3 separate regions of the Zea mays genome follow, and all the other regions are linked to region 3. Evidence: chromatin contacts called from public Hi-C data. All regions are on one chromosome and are shown on one strand. The core of a region is the stretch at or near the end of the contact, and the rest is flanking DNA. Distances in the headings are between cores, read along the strand shown. Region 1 holds the start of LOC542562 (glycine-rich RNA binding protein). Region 2 has its middle 160 kb from the start of LOC103650294. Region 3 holds the start of LOC100193491.

Region 1 (2,700 bases), core at 73-2,572, 220 kb before region 3:
AAACCGTACCCTCAAGGTTAATAATAAACCCACACTTGTTACCCCACGACGAGTATAATATGTTACCTGTATCAGCTACCTATGGTGCCACAAACCTATAGATATACCGTGAGCACATAATTACATATTATATATATATATATATATATAATGTAGGTAAGCGGGTACACAGATATAAACTTTTCGTATCCACAAGAAAAATTGTCAAATTAAGAATAAAAAATGCACTTATATTTGAGAATATAGACTCACAATGAAACCGACACCCTATAACTATATTTAGATACTATAATATTTACTCTAACCTATCTCAATATATATAAATTAGATTAAGGAGGTGTTTGAATACACTAGAGTTAATAGTTAGTGGCTAAAATTAGTTGAGACATCCAAACCCCGTAGCTAATAGTTCAGTTATTTTCTATTTTTAGTAAAATAGTTAATAGTTAGGTAGCTATTTATTAGCTAGCTAATTTCACTAATGATTTTTAGCCAACTAGCTATTAGTTTTAAGGGGTGGTTGAATGCACTAGAACTAATAGTTAATTGACTAAAAATTATTAGTGAAATTAGCTAGCTAACTATTAACTAATTTACCAAAAATAATTAATAATTGAACTATTAGATAGGGTGTTTGGATGTCTTAGCTAATTTTAGCTACTAACTATTAGCTCTAGTGCATTCAAACACCTTTAAATATTAGAATATCTAAATAAGGTCTATAGAGTTTTTATCTATATGCATGCGAGTAAATTATGTGAGTGTCTAAATGTACTATAAACCTAATAGTTAGTTGTCTAAAAATTATTAGTGAAATTAGATAGATAATAAATAATTATCTAAATATTAACTAATTTACTAAAAATAGCTAATAACTAAATTATTAGCTAGAGTGTTTCCTTGTCTCAACTAATTTTAGTAACGGACTCTTATATGCATTCAAACACAGTACCGTTGGCATCTCGAGTGGCATCACCATCGCCAAGATGATGCCGTTGCGAGGAATCGCTTTCCGTGCCGTCATCTCGTCCGTTCGTTGTGTTGCGTGGACCCACGTCGTCGCCCAAGCCGGCGCGGGCCTATATGCTGGCAGCCAAGGGCAGAATCGGCATTTCGCATCGCCAGATATTTTCGATGGCCTGGCTTGCGGGCTGCTGCAGCGGCCAAAGATCAGCCATGCTGGGCCCCACCCCCACGCTTCCCATCGGCCTCGTCGCAGTCGGGGCCACCTGCTCCGGGTCCCAACAAGCCGTCCACAGCTGGATCCCCAGCCTCTATTAAAGGCGCGGCGGGGGGAGGCATCGTCCTCTCCGTGCTTTCTCAGAGGTGGGTTGGCTTCTCCTCCCCCACCGGTTCGTGTTCAGGTTCTGGTTCGTGGGCGAGAGGGAAGAGATGGCGGCGTCGGACGTTGAGTACCGTTGCTTCGTTGGCGGCCTCGCCTGGGCCACCGACGACCACTCCCTCAACAACGCCTTCAGCACCTACGGCGAGGTCCTCGAGTCGAAGGTCCGTTCAGTTCCATTCGTCCGTTCGGCGCGCTCGCACCAGATCCGTCCACGTTTCATCCAGATCTGTCTGACCTGCCTTTTCTCCCCCCGCAGATCATCCTGGATCGGGAGACGCAGAGGTCCCGCGGCTTCGGCTTCGTCACCTTCTCCACGGAGGACGCGATGCGCAGCGCCATCGAGGGCATGAACGGCAAGGAGCTCGACGGCCGCAACATCACCGTTAACGAGGCCCAGTCCCGCGGCGGCCGTGGAGGCGGCGGTGGCGGATACGGTGGCGGGCGCCGTGATGGAGGCGGCTACGGCGGTGGCGGTGGAGGCTACGGCGGTGGTCGTGGAGGCTACGGCGGCGGTGGGGGATACGGTGGTGCAAACCGCGGCGGCGGCTACGGCAACAACGACGGGAACTGGAGGAACTGAGCGGTGGGGTCCGCTGAGGCCTAGTTATCTTGTTCGCTTCTGCTACCGTGTTCACCCTAGTCTAGAGGGGGTTTATCTTCGTCTGTGGTCGTCTCGTGTCCGTATGTTTCGTTTCGTGTTCGTTGTTGTTGTTGCCCATCTGTGTTTTTGACCGCAAGCTCGCTCCTCTGATGTTGTTAGTGATGTCTACAATCGTCCAATCCCGAGCCTGCATTGAGCTCCACCGATTATCTTATCTGGCTATACCTACAGTTGTGCATTTGATTCGGACGGGCCTAAACCTGAACACGCCAATGTTAAACATTGTACAAACTACAAGTGCTCCAATAAAGAACACTAAAAGATTCAGGAAACACCTTCAAAGTCAATGGTGGTCTAGGCAACCAAGGATACAAGTGTACATTCGGGCCGTCCGACCTAAGGTCGAAAAGGTCCGGCACGTTTAATTTCGGCCGGGCTGGCCCAGTATTAATTTCGGGCTGTGCGGCCTGAGAATAGTAAAAGCCCGAAATACAAAAATGGCCCGAAATACACATTTGGGCCTGAAATACAAAATTGAGACTAGAATATAGAATCGAGCCCAAAATACACAAAAGCCTAAAATTAGAAATATACAATCAAATATGATCAAACTAACAAAATAGAAGACAAACATTTTTTGACCAAAACAAACTTAATATTATTAGAGCTGTGCAATGGCTGCCTCATTAAAAAACCCTTTGGTCAGAAGGGGAAAAGAGTGCAACCACTAGATGCAGTTCATAAGTTCAAAGTT
Region 2 (2,700 bases), core at 151-2,650, 250 kb after region 3:
GGCGGGTCTGGGAACGTGTACCGCGTGAAGCTCGGCAACGGCGCGGTGGTGGCCGTGAAGCACGTCACGCGGGGGGTGGCGACGAGCACGGCGCCGTCCGCCGCCATGCTGCGGCCGGCGGCGTCGGTGCGGTGCCGCGAGTTCGACTCGGAGGTGGGGACGCTGAGCGCCATCCGGCACGTGAACGTGGTGAAGCTGCTGTGCAGCATCACCAGCGCGGACGGCGCGGCGAGCCTGCTGGTGTACGAGCACCTCCCCAACGGCAGCCTGTACGAGCGGCTGCACGGGGCGGCGGGGCGGAAGCTGGGCGCGCTCGGGTGGGTGGAGCGGCACGACGTGGCGGTGGGCGCGGCGAGGGGCCTCGAGTACCTCCACCACGGCTGCGACCGCCCCATCCTCCACCGCGACGTCAAGTCCAGCAACATCCTCCTGGACGAGTCGTTCAAGCCCCGGCTCGCCGACTTCGGGCTCGCCAAGATCCTCAGCTCGGCAGGCGGCGGCGGCGGCCACTCGTCCGCCGGCGTCGTGGCCGGCACGCTGGGGTACATGGCGCCGGAGTACGCGTACACGTGCAAGGTGACGGAGAAGAGCGACGTGTACAGCTTCGGCGTGGTGCTGCTGGAGCTGGTGACGGGGCGGCCGGCGGTGGTGGAGAGCCGGGACCTGGTGGACTGGGTGTCGCGGCGGCTGGAGAGCCGGGAGAAGGTGATGTCCCTGGTGGACCCGGGCATCGTGGAAGGGTGGGCCAGGGAGGAGGCAGTCCGCGTGCTGCGCGTCGCCGTGCTGTGCACCAGCCGCACGCCGTCGATGCGGCCGTCCATGCGCTCCGTCGTGCAGATGCTGGAGGACGCGGCCGCCGCGCGCCAGGACGACGACGGGAAGGTCCTGGAGGTGAAGGTGGTCTGAGACCGAATGGCGGCGCCTTAGGCTTTGGCCGTGCCCGGCGGGCGCCGGCGGTGACAGGAGGACGGAAAGGTCACCACGGCCAGTGGCAGTGTCGCACGTGTAACAGTAAGATTAGTAGATTGTTATTTTGCCTGAATAACCGGCCAAGAAATCTTCTTCACCTTCTACAGAAAGGCATTTTTGTAAGCACATGTCAGTCAATGGAGGAGTAGGTTGTTTGGCGTCTATTTCCACGGCAGACAGACCCAACATTCTCTTGGACTCCTCCTGAATCACGTTCCTGACAGGAATGAGCAGCAAGGAAGTTTCGGAATTGGCTTCAGGCATCCCGGCCGGCGTGTGGTTGCGTAAAGAATAATAACGCAGTCGTCGTCGCTGTCGCGGCCGGGGACTGCGTTCACCGGCCCGGGAATTCCTGCCGGAACGAGGCCGTGGTTTAATACAAGGCAGAGACAGGCAGGCATATGCTCAATAAACCACCACCGCCCAAGAGGCCAAGACCCAACGGGTGTACAGTTGCAGGAGGTGTGCCCGCCGGAAGACCCGGGGGGATTGGCCTTATCTGTCTGCCTGCCTGCCTTTCGGACTCCAGCAGAGCACCAATGATAAAGCCATCATCGTCAGTTCATCACACACACTGACACACCCACAAAGACTTCAGGTGAACTAGGAACTTTTACTTTATTCTTAGATTCGATGTAGAGGTTGGCGTTCAATTCACTTTCAATACTCTGCATTTTTTTCTCAAGCAGACTAAAACGGAATGTATATTTCCAGGCAAAAAAAAAACACTGAATGTATCCATGAAAATAATGAGTAAGCGTGGTTGGGACATTGATATACTTTCTATGGAACTACATATGCATCTGTACCTTTTTATAATAATTAAAAAGACTATAAATCCACCTACACTTTCATTTCCTCTATGGTATCTTAGACGTGTTATGTTGGTCACTCGTTTTTTATACATGATGGATATAAGAAATAAGGCAACACAAATAAATTAGTATGTAAGTTCACTTTTCAATTAACTCTTTTCGGAGAAGCTAATGGAGAAACGAAAAAAAGGTTGAGTAAAGGATAATAAGCATGGAATACAAACGACGTGAAGATAAAACAATAAACTCATTTTAATTGAACATTATTTCACTCCATTCTCGATTATGTGCCAAATAATTACAAATATACCTTCGTCTTTTACAAGCAATCACACGAAAGTATCACACCCCGGGCTTTAAGGAACAAAGACGGGTGCATTTCATACATACGTCAAAGAAAACAACACATATAATAATAGTGTGCATAAAGATAGATATCACAATAATCAGAGTACTTATTACATAGCGGAAGACTTACAAAAATAAAAGATAAATATAACATGATCTAAAATCCATCCTTGGCGCCAGAAAGTCAACTAGGAGATGCCACCTAGATCGAATCGAACTACTCATTAAGCTGCTCCTCTTGAACCACCTGTACTTCTCCTTTGGGGGTGTGAGACAGCAAAGGTGAGCTCACACATGTTCATCGCTCAACAAGTTGTGGGGAATAATGTGTATGAACTCACCAAAGGTGGGAGTTCATGTGAAGTGTAAGGCTGATCAATAAAATAAAGGTTGAAGCTGAGCATTGCTTTTATAAGTTGGTCAAAATTTTATTAGCAATTACTAAGTATAAGTAAATACCAAACCATAATAAATAATATAACAAATTAACAAATGATCTCATACAAATGCAAATGACAAATTGAGTTTTAATTCCATAGATTAATCATGTGAGGGTCCGAGCTGCTCA
Region 3 (2,700 bases), core at 166-2,665:
ACAGCACCAGTGTTCATGTGGCTGATGTCGGCTGTGACACCAGGTGCGTTGACGACATCGTATAGATGGAGCACCGAAACAAGAGGGTTCATCTTCATCAATAGCGCAAGTGGCTGCCCAATCCCACCTGCTGCACCCAAGATCGCGACTTTGAAGCCTGGCGCCGCACCTTTTGCACGGCAATTGGATCCCCTCAAGAGGGGAACATCTTCCATCTTCAAAACAAAGCAACATAAGAAAATTTAGCAGATATGAAAAGTAGAGCCCAGAGTGCATTTTTAGTCTGAATAAGGTGGGAACCCATCACCCATCAGTGTGACTAGTTTGGAGAAGATTCTAAAATCCCTAGACAGGTCGTTGGCAACCAATTTAAAAGGTTCCAAAAAGGATGAGGAGGAAGCTTTTGTGTTTGTCACTAGATCCACGTGACGTTCTGTTAAAACCATGTCACATGTGGTTTACAAAGGTAGGTGTCGTCATTCAAGTATCAGAAAGTAAGGAACGAAACCTAGAACTCTAAGAGACTCGATCGGATTCCGGTACTTGACAGAATTGCGCACATTTAGGCGCACAAACTACTTTCCAGGTGCAGTTCAGTAAAATGCGAGAGCGATACTACCACCACGCACAATGCAGTAAATATATGTAGCTGTCCGGTCAACATTTGGCAGTGGATACATTCAGGAACAGGAATTGAATCAGCAATCCCCATACAAAACAATTCGGCCGTTGGTACTGGTAGGCATGCACAACCCGATCCACGATCCAAGACAGTGGTGGCACTGGAAGTTAATATGGTTATACGGCTCCCATCCCATCAGGACCAAAGGAGCCTCCTTTGATGCCAAGGTCCTGCTTTGGGCGAGCCCGCGCTGCGGCGAAGGATCCCCTTGACCTTTGGGGCTCGAATTCACTGGCGTTCGAGTCGAGAGACGGGAGGGCGGGCGGGCGGCGGCGAAGCGAATCCAAGCGAACCGCCGCCGTCCCCTGTTACGGAGGTCGTCGAACTAAACGAGCCGGAAAGGTGGAAGAGGGAGGGGGGAGCGCGGTGTCTGACCTGAGGGTGAGAGACGGAGGGATGGCGCAGGTGGGAGGCGAGCGTGGCCATCCGCCTGGCCGCCGGCCCTTGCTGCTGCTGACCCATGGTTGCGCCCTGGCGTTGCAGAAACAAGAGTTGGAAGGAGAGAGCAGGGAAAGGGGGGTAGGTCGTCGTAGGTATCGTTGCTTGTTATTCCCGCTAGCTTCGCGAGATGGGGACGGAGACGGAGGATGCGTGGACGTTTCCAAGGGAAGGGATAGACGGACCGTTGTGATGGGGTATGGCATTACCCGTATGGGCGTATGGGCAGGACGGCGGCCGGGCACGGAGTGCGAAGGGAAGAGGTGCCATGGGATCACGGCGATGACGATACAAGATGCTACTAGTCTTGGCCCTTCTCGTGAATAGAACAATCCTCTCGTAAAAGGGTGAATGGCGTACGGTACCACTCGAGTGTAGTTGGGCTTCCACAGAGGAACAATCCGATGGATCAAACAATTCCAAGGATCCATCCATATAAATGGGCTCCAATTGGCCCAGCAGGGATGAACCAAGCCGTACTTGCCTAGTGGCACGGCACACCGTCTTGCCTATTGACACTAGTAGTGGCTCATGCTCATTGGATGATGAAATTCAGAGCAGCAGTGAAAGGCGCTCTGCACGCCGGACGTTTGCTGTTCAGGCATATAACAAACCTCTTACTATATTTGATGCTGATGGGGTGGTGCCTTTTCCCTGGTCAAAGATCGATTAACATGTTGAGCTGGAGAGCTAGCTTACTGATTGGCTGGCCTGTGCCTACCCTATAATCCGCGGCGCCTGTCTCATTTCTGTTTCATTGTGCGTTGTTCTGAACATCAGCTAACATATATAAGGAAACACTACTGTAGTGCTATAACAGTAAGCTCCATATAATCATAATGCGTGCGCTGGGCCCTACATCCACAATACTATATTCATACGTGTGCGTATAACAAGCCATATAACTCTCGTTGTGTTTCTTTCTTGTGTCGTGAGTTCATTGCGATTGGTTTGGTCGTCACCGACAGCAACTCGTCAGCTCTCCTATTAGGCGACGCAAAAGGAGCTGCCGGGCATGGCTTACTCTTGTTATACTACTTGAATCACGTTCTTCGCCGCTTATTTTACACTCGGCAAGACGTTGCCAAGTGTTCATTTTACACTTGGCAAGACGTTGTCAAATGTTACACTCAGCAAATAATGCTCGGCAAATAGTTCTTTGTCGAGTATTTTTTTCGGTAGCAAAACATTTTTTAAATTATATGAATAAATTTACATTTTTCATTATTATTTTGAATCAAATTTACATGTTTTGTAATGGTAAGATTCAAACTCGCAACCTCTCTCGCGCGCATACTCTCCTTTACCACTACAAGACTAAATCAATTATGTCTATATTATGTTTTCATTCCTCGTGTACTATAACAAACCGAGAGTAATTTAATTATTTAAGGTACTAAATGAATTAATTTGAAAATGTGACAACTATAAAGTTGCATAACTTTTCAAGATCTACAAGTTTTATTTTGATAGTTTCTACATCCGATGTTGTTTACAAAATTTAAATTTTAAATTTTAAAACTTCACACGAATTTTTCAATGATAAGATGATTTCAAATCAAAAAAGTGTCAATTACAAA

The links. Hi-C and Micro-C count contacts between places; a contact is called where the count stands out from the background.
Region 1: a contact with region 3 is called in a Hi-C map of endosperm, with 3 times the contacts expected there. The contact joins the promoter of LOC542562 here to the promoter of LOC100193491 in region 3. A contact is called at or near these places in 5 of 25 Hi-C or Micro-C datasets (bundle sheath, ear, endosperm and 2 more).
Region 2: a contact with region 3 is called in a Hi-C map of bundle sheath, with 2.5 times the contacts expected there. The contact joins the enhancer-like site here to the promoter of LOC100193491 in region 3. A contact is called at or near these places in 4 of 25 Hi-C or Micro-C datasets (bundle sheath, ear, endosperm and 1 more).

The regions. Positions count from the first base shown.
Region 1 is chr3:109,183,246-109,185,945 of Zm-B73-REFERENCE-NAM-5.0, reverse strand. It overlaps LOC542562 (glycine-rich RNA binding protein), which reads left to right and starts at 1,322. Exons shown (of 2, transcript NM_001112102.1): 1 at 1,322-1,506; 2 at 1,602-2,184. The coding sequence starts at 1,393. The coding sequence ends at 1,925.
Region 2 is chr3:108,712,226-108,714,925 of Zm-B73-REFERENCE-NAM-5.0, reverse strand. No RefSeq gene overlaps it. Among protein-coding and RNA genes, the nearest start is that of LOC103650294, 160 kb to the left of the region's middle. Within about 2 kb of position 1,400, at least 19 of the 20 cell types and tissues checked have an H3K27ac peak or open chromatin away from gene starts, as enhancers often do. A contact at or near this core is called in bundle sheath, ear, endosperm and 1 more, where this site is marked.
Region 3 is chr3:108,964,889-108,967,588 of Zm-B73-REFERENCE-NAM-5.0, reverse strand. LOC100193491 reads right to left here and starts at 1,415. Exons shown (of 9, transcript NM_001138605.2): 1 at 1,058-1,415; 2 at 1-215. The coding sequence starts at 1,144.